Regions from separate parts of the Pan troglodytes genome. Here region 1 is linked to region 2. Evidence: chromatin contacts called from public HiChIP or PLAC-seq data. All regions are on one chromosome and are shown on one strand. The core of a region is the stretch at or near the end of the contact, and the rest is flanking DNA. Distances in the headings are between cores, read along the strand shown. Region 1 holds the start of MRTFA (myocardin related transcription factor A). Region 2 holds the start of TNRC6B (trinucleotide repeat containing adaptor 6B).

Evidence for each region. HiChIP or PLAC-seq counts read pairs in DNA pulled down with a chosen protein or histone mark.
Region 1: a contact with region 2 is called in an H3K4me3 HiChIP or PLAC-seq map of stem cell-derived excitatory neurons, with 2.3 times the contacts expected there. The contact joins the promoter of MRTFA here to the promoter of TNRC6B in region 2. A contact is called at or near these places in 1 of 7 Hi-C or Micro-C datasets (stem cell-derived neural progenitor cells) and 1 of 1 datasets of contacts at active chromatin or transcription factors (stem cell-derived excitatory neurons).

What each region holds. Positions count from the first base shown.
Region 1 is chr23:42,628,547-42,635,174 of NHGRI_mPanTro3-v2.0_pri, forward strand. MRTFA (myocardin related transcription factor A) reads right to left here and starts at 3,527. Exons shown (of 14, transcript XM_016939226.4): 1 at 3,261-3,527.
Region 2 is chr23:42,038,839-42,044,796 of NHGRI_mPanTro3-v2.0_pri, forward strand. TNRC6B (trinucleotide repeat containing adaptor 6B) reads left to right here and starts at 3,299. Exons shown (of 25, transcript XR_010156023.1): 1 at 3,299-3,560.

The DNA of each region.
Region 1 (6,628 bases), core at 2,277-4,776, 590 kb after region 2:
TATATATTTGTTCATGTTCATCTTATATTCAAGAAATATTTACTGAGCACCTGCTATGTCCCAAGAACTGCCTTTGAAGCTAGGAAGAAAAACAAATATCCTCACCCCTGGGGAGCTTACAATAGTATATGAGCTTGCCACAGTGTTTTCTCGAAATATAATACAACGATCTTTGTTAATACGACTTAAAAATTCTAAATTTCCCTTTGTAAATTAAATGGCTGTAAATCTACAAATCCTTTTTTAAATACACTTAAATAAGTATTTAAGCTGCACTCTCAAAGAAAGTTTATACCTGTTTAACAAAGTTAGTAAAGTGCTTCATATGGAATCTGTATATATCAATGTACTCCATTTTTACTGAATGTTCCCACAGGCCATACTTTTTAGGAAATATCACCAAATTTATAAGTATAAAATATATAAATAAAGATAGCCTTTATTTATTATATTGCCTTATATATAAAGCTTATAAAGATAAGCTTATATAAAGATAAGCTTTATTTATTATATCGCCTTAGTGACTAAATCAAATATGAAACATTTCACAGAAAGTAACTTGCAACAGATGTAGTAAAATGATAATAATGATAATATGGGTAGAACTTTCTAACCTCTTTCATATTTACCTCTACAAAAGCATGTTAAAAGGAAGCGTATACCATACTTTTAAGTCAGAGATTCAAGTCCTGGTTCTGTTAACTTCTGTATCCCTAAATGAGTTATTTAACTAGTTGCAGCCTATTTCCCTATCCTAAAGCAACACAATCAAAGCCTAGCTTTTATGTAGTGGGCACCAAGGAATGTTAGTTTCCTTCTCCCTTCCTGGGGCTTATAACTGGTATATCAGAAGATTTATCAGGATTTTTTTTTTTTTTTGAGACAGGGTCTCACTGCACATTCAGGATGGAGGGCAGTGTGAACATAGCTTACTGCCACCTCAAACTCCTGGGCTCAAGGGATCCTCCAGCCTCAGCCTCCTGAGTAGCTGGGACTACAGGTGCAAGCCACCACGTCTGCTAATTCTTTAACTTTTTTGTGGAGACAAGCTATCATTATGTTGCCCAAGCGGGTCTCAACTCGAACTCCTGGCCTCAAGTGATCCTCCTGCCTTGGCCTCCCGAAGTGCTAGGATTACAGGCGTAAGCCACTGTGCCCAGCCTATCAGGAAACCTTTCCAAGCTGTTATTTCTCTTTGGAATTTCCTCTCCTTCATCTGAGTTAACATTCAGCTCAAATGCCATTTTCTTTGAAGCCTTCCCATACATCCACAGGAAAAGCTCCCTTGACTCTCCCAGTGAAGTCTGGATTTAGAGTGTATTTCAGCGCGTTACAATCATCTGTCATTTTTTGCCTCTCCCACTAGACTGTGAGCTCCTCATGAGCAGGGACCATATCTCACTTATCTTGACAGCCCCAGCCCTTAGAAAAACACCTGGCACGTTACAAACATGGAACAAAAAGTCTGTTGAATGAATAAATGAAGTCATCCCTTAGGTAGTACTTGTAATTACTAACGGGTGACCCAAACTTTATGGTTTTGCCCTTTATAGGCTGAGATTCTATTTCATACTCTTTTTAATCACTCCCTAATAGCATCTGGCAGAGTACTAAGGACATGGAAACTCTCCAATAAATACTTTTGGGTGATGGGATACATATTACTCTTCCACCTCTCTTGATTTGACTCTAAATAACTTATTCAAGTGGATGTGACTTTTGGAAGCCTTCTTAAAAACGGGCTCTTCTTAATAGTTATTGGCCAAAAACTGAAACAAACACTAGAGCTAAACTACAGATATTTTTTCTTTGCAGGTGTTTTTAAAGAACGCAGTAATGGATTGCTTCTTTCTAAATCATTTCAATAAGAAACAGTAACATAAAGCCCTTTGGTTCGCTATGAAAAATGCAAACGACATTAAGCAAAACTTAGTTTAATAACTTCCAGCCAAAGGTTCCCCACCCTGCAGTCATAGGGCTGCGGGCCAGCTGGCTGTACCACCTCACCCCCGGGAGATGACTGCTTTTCAACAGTAAAACTGCGTAAGTGACATTTGGAGTTTTGGGGGTCTTCTGAAGTAAAACATGTAGGTTTAACTTCTTATTGACAATAAATCTTGAGTTACAGGCTTCGGCTTGATGTAGAAAGGACCCTGAAAAGATCTCAAAAACTTGCAACTCGGGGACATTCCAGACGTCTTATGAGTTTAAAACTATGCAAAAACATATGAAGCATGGGGTAATTCCATTATTATATTTAAGTGATGTATTCCACATTCCTGTATATACACACACTTCATGCCAAACAGAGGCTGGCAAGCAGTTAACCATTCAACTGCCCTTTCGTTATGCTGCATAACAGGGAGACAACAGAGAGAAATCTTGACAATGCCTAGCTGGGCTAGTGCTTAAAGGCACACAGGCAAACCAGGCATTCTCAACATCCCAAAAGCAAACATTTCTTGGGCCCTTACTATGGGCCAAGCACTGTGTCAAACGCTTCACGTGAATTATTTCATTCGACACTTACAACAAACAGCTGTATGCGATTGGTGCTATTATCCTCATTTTTCAGACGAGGAAACCAAGGCACAAGATTACACAGCTAGCAAGTGGCAGGTTTGGGAGTCGACTCAAAAGGTCCAGCCCTAGGCACTATGGAGTATCAAAGGTACCCGAAGCGGGGAGGGTGGACTGCAATCAGCGTCCTGACAGACGCTTTCTTAGGAGGTAAAGTTCTTGGCCATCAAGTTTCAGATTTGCAGAGCCCTGTACACCTGGCAGCATTCAGGTTTGCTATACTGGCACCAACAAGTCCAGCTGAGCCTCCTTGCCTGGGAATCCCAAGGACTGCACTTGGATCCTGAAGGTCTGCACAAGACCCCAGAGAAAGCGGCCGACACCCCATCCCTGCAATCAAAACACATCCCGGGAGAAGCGAGGGCGAGGACCTCCGTGCCTCCCCGCCCCGCGCAGCACAGCCCTGCCAGGCAGTGCACAGGTGCACGACCGCGCCCGCCCGGCCCGGCCCCGGCCCCGGCCCCGGCCCGGGTCCCAGCCCCGGCACAGTGACCGCCGCTCTGCGACTCTGGCCCCGAGGGCAGGGGCAGAAGGCCGGCGAGAAGAGGGCCGGGGACGCGAGGGCCGCCTCGCCCGACCCCCCCGAGGACGCGCGCAGCAGGGTCGGGGGGGAAAAAGGATGCTCCAGGCGGGGCGAGGCCGCGGTGGGGGAGGGGTCCCCAACCCGGACTCTCACTCACCGCCTCGCGCGGCTCCCGGCCGGGTTCCGCGGCTCGCCCCACTCCGGCTCTAGCCGCCCGCGTCTCCTCTCGAGGCTCACTGTCCAGCCCGGGCGCACGGAGCTGAGAAGTCGCCGCCAGCGGAGGGCGTGTGGCCAGCGGCAACCGAGAGGGTGGGAAAGATGGGACCGTCGCTCTCGCCGCCGCGGCCACCACAGACACTGCCGCCGCCGGCTCCTCTCAGCCACGGAAGCTGCGGGCCCGCCCACCACGCCCGCCTCCCGTCCTGAAGACTGTCCGCTGGAGAAGTGACGGCGGCGCTAGCCAATCAGAGGCCTGATCGGGTCGTGATCTGCGGACTAAGGGGCGGGCGGAGAAGGAAGCGGCATGAAGAAGGCGAAGACGGCGGCCTGACTTCCTGTGACTGACGGCACGGCGCAGCCAATGGGCAACGGGGAGATGACCTCATCTCTGAGGAAAGTCTGGAACTGGCTGAGCTGCGGCGAGGGGGTTGGCGACGAGCCGGGGGCGGAGCGCTGGGCCTTAAAGAGGCCGCAGCCCTGTGGTCACCCTGTGAAGGGAAGGGCGGTGGACCCTGCCGGATCTTGCCAAGTTGCCAAGGGGTCAATGCCCAGGCGCGAGTAATTACTGCATTAATCCCAGACCCCATCCCGATTCTTGTCGGGGACTGAAGGGTCTCCGCCTGGGGCTCCGAAGTCGATCATTTCACATTCACGCTTCCCAAAACCAGACACAATAAATTCCGCTCTGGCCTGGAGCCTTGAATTCCCGTTACGGTCCCGCCCCGCCGAGGCCCCTCGCCTTGTTTCTCTGAGTCAGTTTCCCCAACGGTGAAAGGGAGGACACTGACACCTGCCTGCCCCTCCCTATCTGCCGAGGCCGTGGAGCTCAGCAGCAGCGAAAGCGCTCTGGGCTTAGAAGAGGAAAAGGGCTGCGTGAGCCCAAGAGCTTGCATCGGAAGACTCCAGGAAGAGCATCTGCAAAAGAGAGGATTCCACGGGATGACCCCCGACAACTCTTGGAATTCTAAAATCCTATACCCTTGCCCGCACCCATTCGTGTAGTGAAGGGGCGCGCGTTAGGCGCAGAGGCCACACGCTCCGCAAGTGAACCCGGGCACCTCTCTGAACCTATTCCGGGCTGAGGGCGGGGAGCGGGTGGCTGCCCGATTTAAAAACATGTATATGTATATGTATGTGTATGTGTATGTGCATGTGCATATGCATATGTATATGTATATGTATTATGAGTGAAGTCCATGACTGCAACAGGGAGAAAGGAGAAAGGCAAAAGGGGAGAGAGCAACAAGGTAAGCCAGGCCCACTGTGATGACAGCCGCGGTCATGCAGGCCCTTCGTATCCGCCTTCCTCCCCAGCAATGGGAGAGAGCCCAGAAAAGGAGAAATAACCCCAACTCGATGGGGTGGAAAAGGGGGAGGCGCTTTCCGGAAGGCGTCCGGGATGGGGTCACCAGAGTCAGAGGAAGGAGTAACAGTAGATAGAAGAAGAAGGGGTCAGGGGCGTTCTTCTAGGTTTGGGGCGGACCCGCGTGAAGATGCAAAGACTGAAAAGGGGCCGCTCACTTTACATTCCAAGGTAAATTCTCACTATGACCCCCTTTTCCCCATCAAAGGCTTCTGGGACTGCCCATGGGTGAACTCAGAGGGAGGGTGGGAGAGGGTGCTGCTCTATCCAATGGCGGCAAAAGTCAAAGTGGCCTTGGGTATTCCCAATTACTCACTATAAATCAGCTTCCAATGCCGGTCGCAGAATCTTGGAGTTAGACGGGATCCTCGTGGGCTCTTAGTCACACACACCTTCCCCAAGGCAAAAATTCTTGCACAAAATACCTGATAAAATTATTTATTCGATAAATATTTTTTGAGTAAGAACACTGAGGGGGTAAGCTAGATGAGATACAGTCACTACCCTGGGGGTGCTTACACCAAACTGGAGGATGCTAAGGCACGTACTGCGGTGACTGCAATGCCAGGCCGGTATCCCAGGTGACTAAAACAGGATGCAGGCCGGGTGCGGTGGCTCACGCCTATAATCCCAGCACTTTGGGAGGTCGAGGCGGGCGGATCACGAGGTCAGGAGACCAAGACCATCTTGGCCAACACGGTGAAACCCCGTCTCTACTAAAAAACAGAAAAAATTAGCTGGGCGTGGTGGCGGGCGCCTGTAGTCCCAGCTACTCGGGAGGCTGAGGCAGGAGAATGGCGGAACCTGGGAGGCAGAGCTTGCAGTGAGCTGAGATCGCGCCACTGCACTCCAGCCTGGGCGACAGAGTGAGACTCCATCTCAAAACAAAAAACAAAAACAGGATGCAGTCCGGGCGCGGTGGCTCACGCCTGTAATCCCAGCGCTTTGGGAGGCCGAGGCCGAGGCGGGCGGATCACGAGGTCAGGAGATCAAGACCATCCTGGCTAACACGGTGAAACCCCGTCTCTACTAAAAACAGAAAAAATTAGCTGGGCGTGGTGGCGGGCGCCTGTCAAGTCCCAGCTACTCGGGAGGCTGAGGCAGGAAAATGGCATGAACCCGGGAGGCGGAGCTTGCAGTGAGCCGAGATCGCGCCACTGCACACCAGCCTGGGCGACAGAGCGAGACTCCGTATTTAAAAAAAAAAAAAAAAAAAAAAAAAAAAAAAGAGGATGCAGAAGTGCGCCTCGGAGGAGAAAGTACCCCCACTGGAATTATTGGGGTGGGGCAGATTTCCCCAAAACATGACCAGGGTGGGGCATTCCAGATAGTACCCACCCAGACACAGCCCTCCTTAAAAAGCCCAGGTAAGGAGGAGGCACAAGTGTATTTTATTAGTCACGGGAAAAGAGATCTGCCCATTCATGGCAGAGACTACAGGCAACCTCACCCTCTCACAAATATCTCTATACTTTTTCTGGACAACTTAAATTGTATTCATTTTATATACTATATATAGACACATATATATTTTGTGTATATATAAAGGGTTAGGCTGGATGTGGTGGCTCACACCTGTAATCCCAGAACTTTGGGTGGCTGAGACCGGAGGATCACTTGAGGTCAGGAGTTCAAGACCAGCCTGGCCAACATGGTGAAACCCCGTCTCTACTAAAAATACAAAAATGAACTGGGCGTGGTGATGCTCACCTGTAATCCCAGCTACTCGGGAGGCTGAGGCAGGAGAATTGCTTGAACCTGGGAGGCGGAGATTGCAGTGAGCCGAGATCCCACCACTGCACTCCAGCCTGGGTGACAGAGTAAGAGAGACTCTGTCTCAAAGAAAAAAAAAGCCAGGCGCGGTGGCTCACGCCTGTAATCCCAGCACTTTGGGAGGCCAAGGCGGGCAGATCACGAAGTCAGGAGATTGAGACCATCCTGGC
Region 2 (5,958 bases), core at 2,049-4,548:
GTAAGCCCTACAGTGCAGACGCCCTCACCCCAATCATTGGCTTAACATTCACACCAGGCTGAGTAAGCCCCAAAAGTCCTGCCATTGGCTGTGACAGGAATTGAAACCCATCTTCTCCACAATAAATATTTGATTGACAGATTGGCTTCCTTCCTGTAAGTATAGAAAGCGAGGGCAGGTTCCATCCAAAGCCGCAGTTCTGGGTGATGAGAGCTCTCAGAGCCCAGAAAAGACCCTGAACCACATCCCACTGTTTGTTGGAAGAAGAAACTCATTTGTGGGTCTGTTCATAAAAGAGTCTGGGAAGATAGTCTCCTTAACAGTGTCTGGATGTAACAGACTATGGGAGGCTTTTACTTTATAACTTTCTATATTGTCTGAAATACAGAATATTAAATATTGAGTTAATATTATATTTACTCAATGTTACTTTTTTTTTTTTTGAGACAGGGTCTTGCTCTATTGCCCAGGCTGGAGTGCAGTGGTGTGGCTCACTGCAGCCTTGAACTCCCAGGCTCAAGCAATCCTCCCACCTCAGCATCCCAAGTAGCTGGGACTGTAGGCGCAGGCCACCATGCGCAACTATTTATTTTCTTTCTTTTTGTAGAAATGGGCTCTGCCTGTGTTGCCCAAGCTAGTCTCAAGCTCCTGGCCTCAAGCAATCCTCCCGCCTTGGCCTCTCAAAGTGCTGGGATTACAAGCATAAGCCAATGTGCCTGGCCTCAATGTTACTTTTATGATCAGAAAAACGGCCATCTTATTTGGAAATTATTTTCCTATTCTCAAGTGGGCAAATAGGAGAAGGTTTCAGACATTTGTTTTGTCTCTGGGAGGGAAGGCACAATGAGGTGGAGTGGACAAATTGCTGAGGCCTTTATGGACAAAGATTCTAAGAAGAACAGGCTTTGGCCATCTCTGGATATTCCCATTCTGCTCCCTGCCACCAGAGAGCAAATGTCGTAGGTCACCACACATCACCGGTCTCTTGCCAGCTAACCGTAACTCATTCTTTAGTTCTCCTTGAAGGTTTCACTTCTTCCAGGAAGCCATTTCTGTCCCTCCCGAGATGGAGTCCCATGTCCCTACCATTTGCTTCCAGGGCACCTTCTCACAGCACTGCATCATGGTTATCTGCTTATCTGCTGGACACCCCTACTCGACTGAGGTCCTTGAAGGAAGAGAGAGTGTATCACTCATCTGCATAGCCTTTGTAACTTAGTAAAAGTGCCTGACATGCTCACTAAACATTTACTGAGTATTTATTTGGGGGCCTTTTACGATCAGAACAATGTGAAGGACACAGAGATGAAAAAGAAACCATCTGCTTTAAGGTACTTACAACTGAAATGTATCAAATAATTACCCAGAAAGTCAAGCACCAACTTAAGTGCTAAAATAGGGGTCCAAGCAACCAACTTTGAAGATTAGGAAGGTTTTAGATTCTGAATGTTTCTCATTCATTGTGTTTTTGAGTTCAGAATCCCCATACTGGAAGGCAAATATGGGGTATGTGCATACAATTTTAAGGATTCACGTTCTTACAACCTATATTAGAATTTGACGCATGATCTTTCTTCTGTCCTTCTTGCAGTTGCCCTAGGAATACATGCCACTTACTCTTCATTGACGTTTATGAAATACCTTGGCTTCATTTGCTGAAAGGCTCTTAAGTGTTGAGCATTGTTACTATGTTACAATGGTTGTTTTATTATTAAAGCAGTGCCAAGGAGGTTACATAACAGCTTGGATCAGGAAGTGAAATAAGGGCGGTGATCCCACTGAAGCTACAGGGGATGGGGATTTGGGACGGTAAAATGTTAATTACCCAAGATGGAATGTGGGCTAGAGTCCAGCGTTGTGCTCCTGGAGATCATTTCGGTCGCAGAAGCTCACTGGCAATGGGTCCTAAGCATCCTGCCCTCCTCTGGCTGAAATGTTGGATTCACTTCGATGAATGCTGCTATAGGGAAAGAACCCAGTGGCCACCAGCCAGGAGCACACGTCTTGCTCACCATCAATTATCCTGGAAGATTTCCAGGAGCTGAAGGGCTGTTCTCTTTGCATGCAATAAATTATTCATTTCTAAGACGATTTATTCTGTCTCTCTCTTTAGACTTGATTTCTCCTAGTTTTCCAGCTCTTGAGGACTCTCTCCAAAGAATGAGTTGTAGATGGTTGGTCAGGGGTTGCGAGTGGCGCCTAGGCTTCACATAAAAGGAGGCAGAAATGTCTACCTTAACTTAAAGGGGAGAGGAATGGGTCCTGGGGAGGAAGATGTGGTGGAGGCAATGACAACCTCTCCATAGTAAGTCCCCAACAAAGTCACTTCCAGAAACTGACTGAAGACTTTGAGTTCCAAATGAAACGTTTTTAAGATGCTAGGTTGGCTGACAACTACATTGTCTAAGGTGGAGGCACTAAAGCATAATAAAAAGAGTGAAGTCTCTGCAGTTTGACCCAGGACCAGATGCCAGGCCCACCAACGACTCTGTATCTGGATGACCTTGGGCAAGTTTTCTAAGCTTTCGCCAGCCTTAATTTCCCATCTATAAAAACTGGATACTGCATTACTCCCAGGTTTAACCAGATAATGTTTGTGAAGAAAGCAGCCCAATACTTGGCATAAAATAGGCAAGGGAGTCACTATTATCGTCAACTACTGGCCAAACAACCAGAGTTGACCCCAAATCCCCAGTAAACAATTAACCGTAGCAGAGCGAATCCGGATCTGACGCACCTATTTGCCCAATAAGGTGCCAGGAAATAACACAGTGGAGTCAAACCAATGGTATTAGCCCTTGTTGTTGGACGGGCTTTCTTGCTGTTCCACCAATAGCTTGAAGATTTGACTGGGGAGTGACATCCTGACAGTCCAATGACGCACAACCAGCCCACACTCAGCACTTCGGAGGGGATAAATCAAGGAGCCGGCGCGTATGGATTCCGTTATAGGGCAGTACTGGTTGGAGAGAGGAGCTTAGGGAAACAGCGCCGAGGCAAGGCACTAATGAGCTAAAAATAAAAAAAAAAGACGATGGTTGCGCCAAGCGACCTCGGCCGCCATCATGCTCTAATTTCCCCTGAGTCTCTCTGGGTCCTCGACCGAGGAAGCGGCCTCTGGGATGCTGAGGGGGTGTGTCCCCACATGATTGGCTCAGGCAGCTCAGCCAATCCTAGCTCGTTAAACGGGAAGCACTTAACCAATGAGGGGCGAAGGCAGCAACGAGGAATTGGAGGGGCGGAACGACAGCTTGACGGGCACAAAAGTCAGCCAGTGAGAGCCGGAAGCATCCTCCCTGCGGCCAATGGAGTGGGGCTCTGGGCGGGCCCCCGAGTGTTTGTGTTGTGGTTTTGGGGGAGGGATGCGGAGGGGAAAGTTTGTTTATTTTGTTTTTAGTTTTTGGGGTCCCCGTGCTGCTGCAAGGCGAAACGGGAGGGAGTGACCCCTGCGCCCCTCAGTCCCCCCTACGACGTCGCCTCCATAGTCTGCGGAGAAGCGGGGACTGCGCGCCTCGCCTCACAGCGAAACGCCGCGCACTCGGAGCCGGCACGGCTCGGCGGTGAGTGAGGTGCGGCGGCCGCGCCGTCCTTCCCCTCCCCCGCGCCCCGCCGGGACGGCGCGGGGCGGCTGGGGGTCGGCGAGGTCGCCCCCGGGGGCGCGCGGCGCGGCCCGGGGCGGTGAGCGGAGGCGCGGCGTGTGCGTGTCCTCGCGAGGGAGCGCGCGTGGGGCGGGGAGCGGGCCGGGGAGGGGGCGTGAGCGCGCGCGGGGCCGGTGCTGCCGGCGGCGCTGAGCGCGCGCTCCGCGGGAGCGGGCGCCGCCGAGATTTGAGTCGAGGGGCGGGGAGGGACTCGGGGCGACGTCCGGCGCGCGGGCCGGGGCGCCCCGAACGGCCGGGCAGGCACTGGCGGGCGCGCGCGCGGCTCCGGGCGTCACGCGCCAGCAGGTGTGAGCTGGGGGAGGGCTTCCGGGTGGGCTGGCCCAGCCGAGTCGAGTTCGCTTCCCGTCTCCGGGGGGCCTCGGCGCGGGGACACCTTCCCAGCCCGCGGAGGCGCGTCCGCCCCTGGCTGGCGGTGGCAGAGGGAGGCGTCAGGCCTCGGATCCTCGGGTCCCTGCGCAGCGTCCCGGCCTGTGTGCAGGACCTGCGTGACAAGGTGAATGCGTTCCACACCCCTCGCCAGGGCCCTGCGTGTGCGGCCACTTGGGGAGGCGGCTCAGACTCTGGACAAGGAAACGAGGGGCACGGAGAGTGTTTTTACACCTTCCCGTGGTCCGGTGCCCTTCAGTTCCAGACTACCGGTTTATTCGGCTGTGGAGGCTGGACATCCGATCCAGCGAGACACGCTGTAGTGGTTAAAGACGTCCAGTAACGGTCACCTCTAGTCAAGCGCCTTAAGGACCAGCTTATTCTGAATTCTTTGGAATTCAGGTTACCAGCCTGGGACTTTAAGTTCGTGCTTTCTCATGTGTTTTGGCTGTTTTATTACTTTTTAGCATCAGTGCTAGAGATTGAACGAGAGGATGGTGAATTTCAAGTTGGTCATTTGTATTATAATTTAAGCAAAATTATACAAAATTGGCCAAAGATATTTCTTCATAGTGAATAAAACAAGCCAAGAATCAGTGAATGAAACATTAGTGCCCCCACCAACAGTTAAGTATATATAGAAAGTGTGTAGAAATGATAGACGTAAGCATTTTGTGAAAGTTTACTAATAGAGGCCACTTCTCTCTTCGCTGTGGGAGATTTCAGTAGTATAAGGTTTCTCTTGATTTGGAGACTCATCAGTGATCTTGGCTTCGAAAGTACAGATGTGTTTTGGGTAGTGTTGTGTAAATGCCTCTTATAGAGCGGAACTTTTAGCGCATTGTCTCTGCAGCGTGCGGCATTGCTGTAGGCAGGTAGTGGGAGGGCTGTGTAGTGCCCACTTGCACGAAGACACACTCACCAATATCCAGAATACAAATCAGACTGGCTTGTCCCACGTGGGACGTGGTGATGATGATAATAATACTTTTATATTTTCTTAGTTCTTTACTATTATTAAGGGCTTATCCTAAACACCATTATTTGAGCAGAGTGGTTTCTGATAGGAATTCCGTAGCTGCTTTTCTGTGGTAACATATAAATGTCATGCCCTTGAAAAAAATTTCCCTCATTCAAATGGAAGCACTTAAATTTTTTTTTTTTTTTTGAGACAGAGTCTCAAATTTTTTTTTTTTTGAGACAGAGTCTCAAAGATTGTGCCAGGCTGGAGTGTAGTGGCACAATCTCGGCTCACTGCAAGCTCCGCCTCCCGGGTAGCTGGGACTACAGGCGCCCGCCACCACGCCCGGCTAATTTTTTTGTATTTTTAGTAGAGACGGCGTTTCACCATGTTAGCCAGGATGGTCTCGATCTCCTGACTTCATGATCCTCCCGCCTCGGCCTCCCAAAGTGCTGGGATTACAGGCGTGAGCCACCGCGCCTGGCCTTAAAAATGTTTTCAAGTCGGAGCAATACCACTTGTTGAAATGGCAGTAATAATATTAGCTAACATTTATTGTATGCTTACTCTATGCCAGCCTTTTTACATTTTTTCCCCTAATTCTTAGCCCAAGCCTGTGGGGTAGGTATCATTACTATTCTATGATTGAGAAAAGGGATCTCTAGGAGCCACACAGCTATGCAGTTCCAGGGCATAGGTTTAGTCTCAACGTCTGTCTGGTTTGAGAGCCTACGCGTGTTTCATTTTGCCTCCTCCCTGAATTATCAGAGGGAGAAAGGGCACTGAAAAGTAGAGAGGAATAGAAAAGGAGAATACCACTGATGATTAGGTTGCCCATACCTAACTTAAGAATTTAAATTAGGCTGGGGGCGATGGCTCACGCCTGTAATCCCAGCACTTTGGGAGACCGAGGCAGGTGGATCACTTGAGGTCAGGAGTTCGAGACCAGCGTGGCCAACATGGTGAAACCCC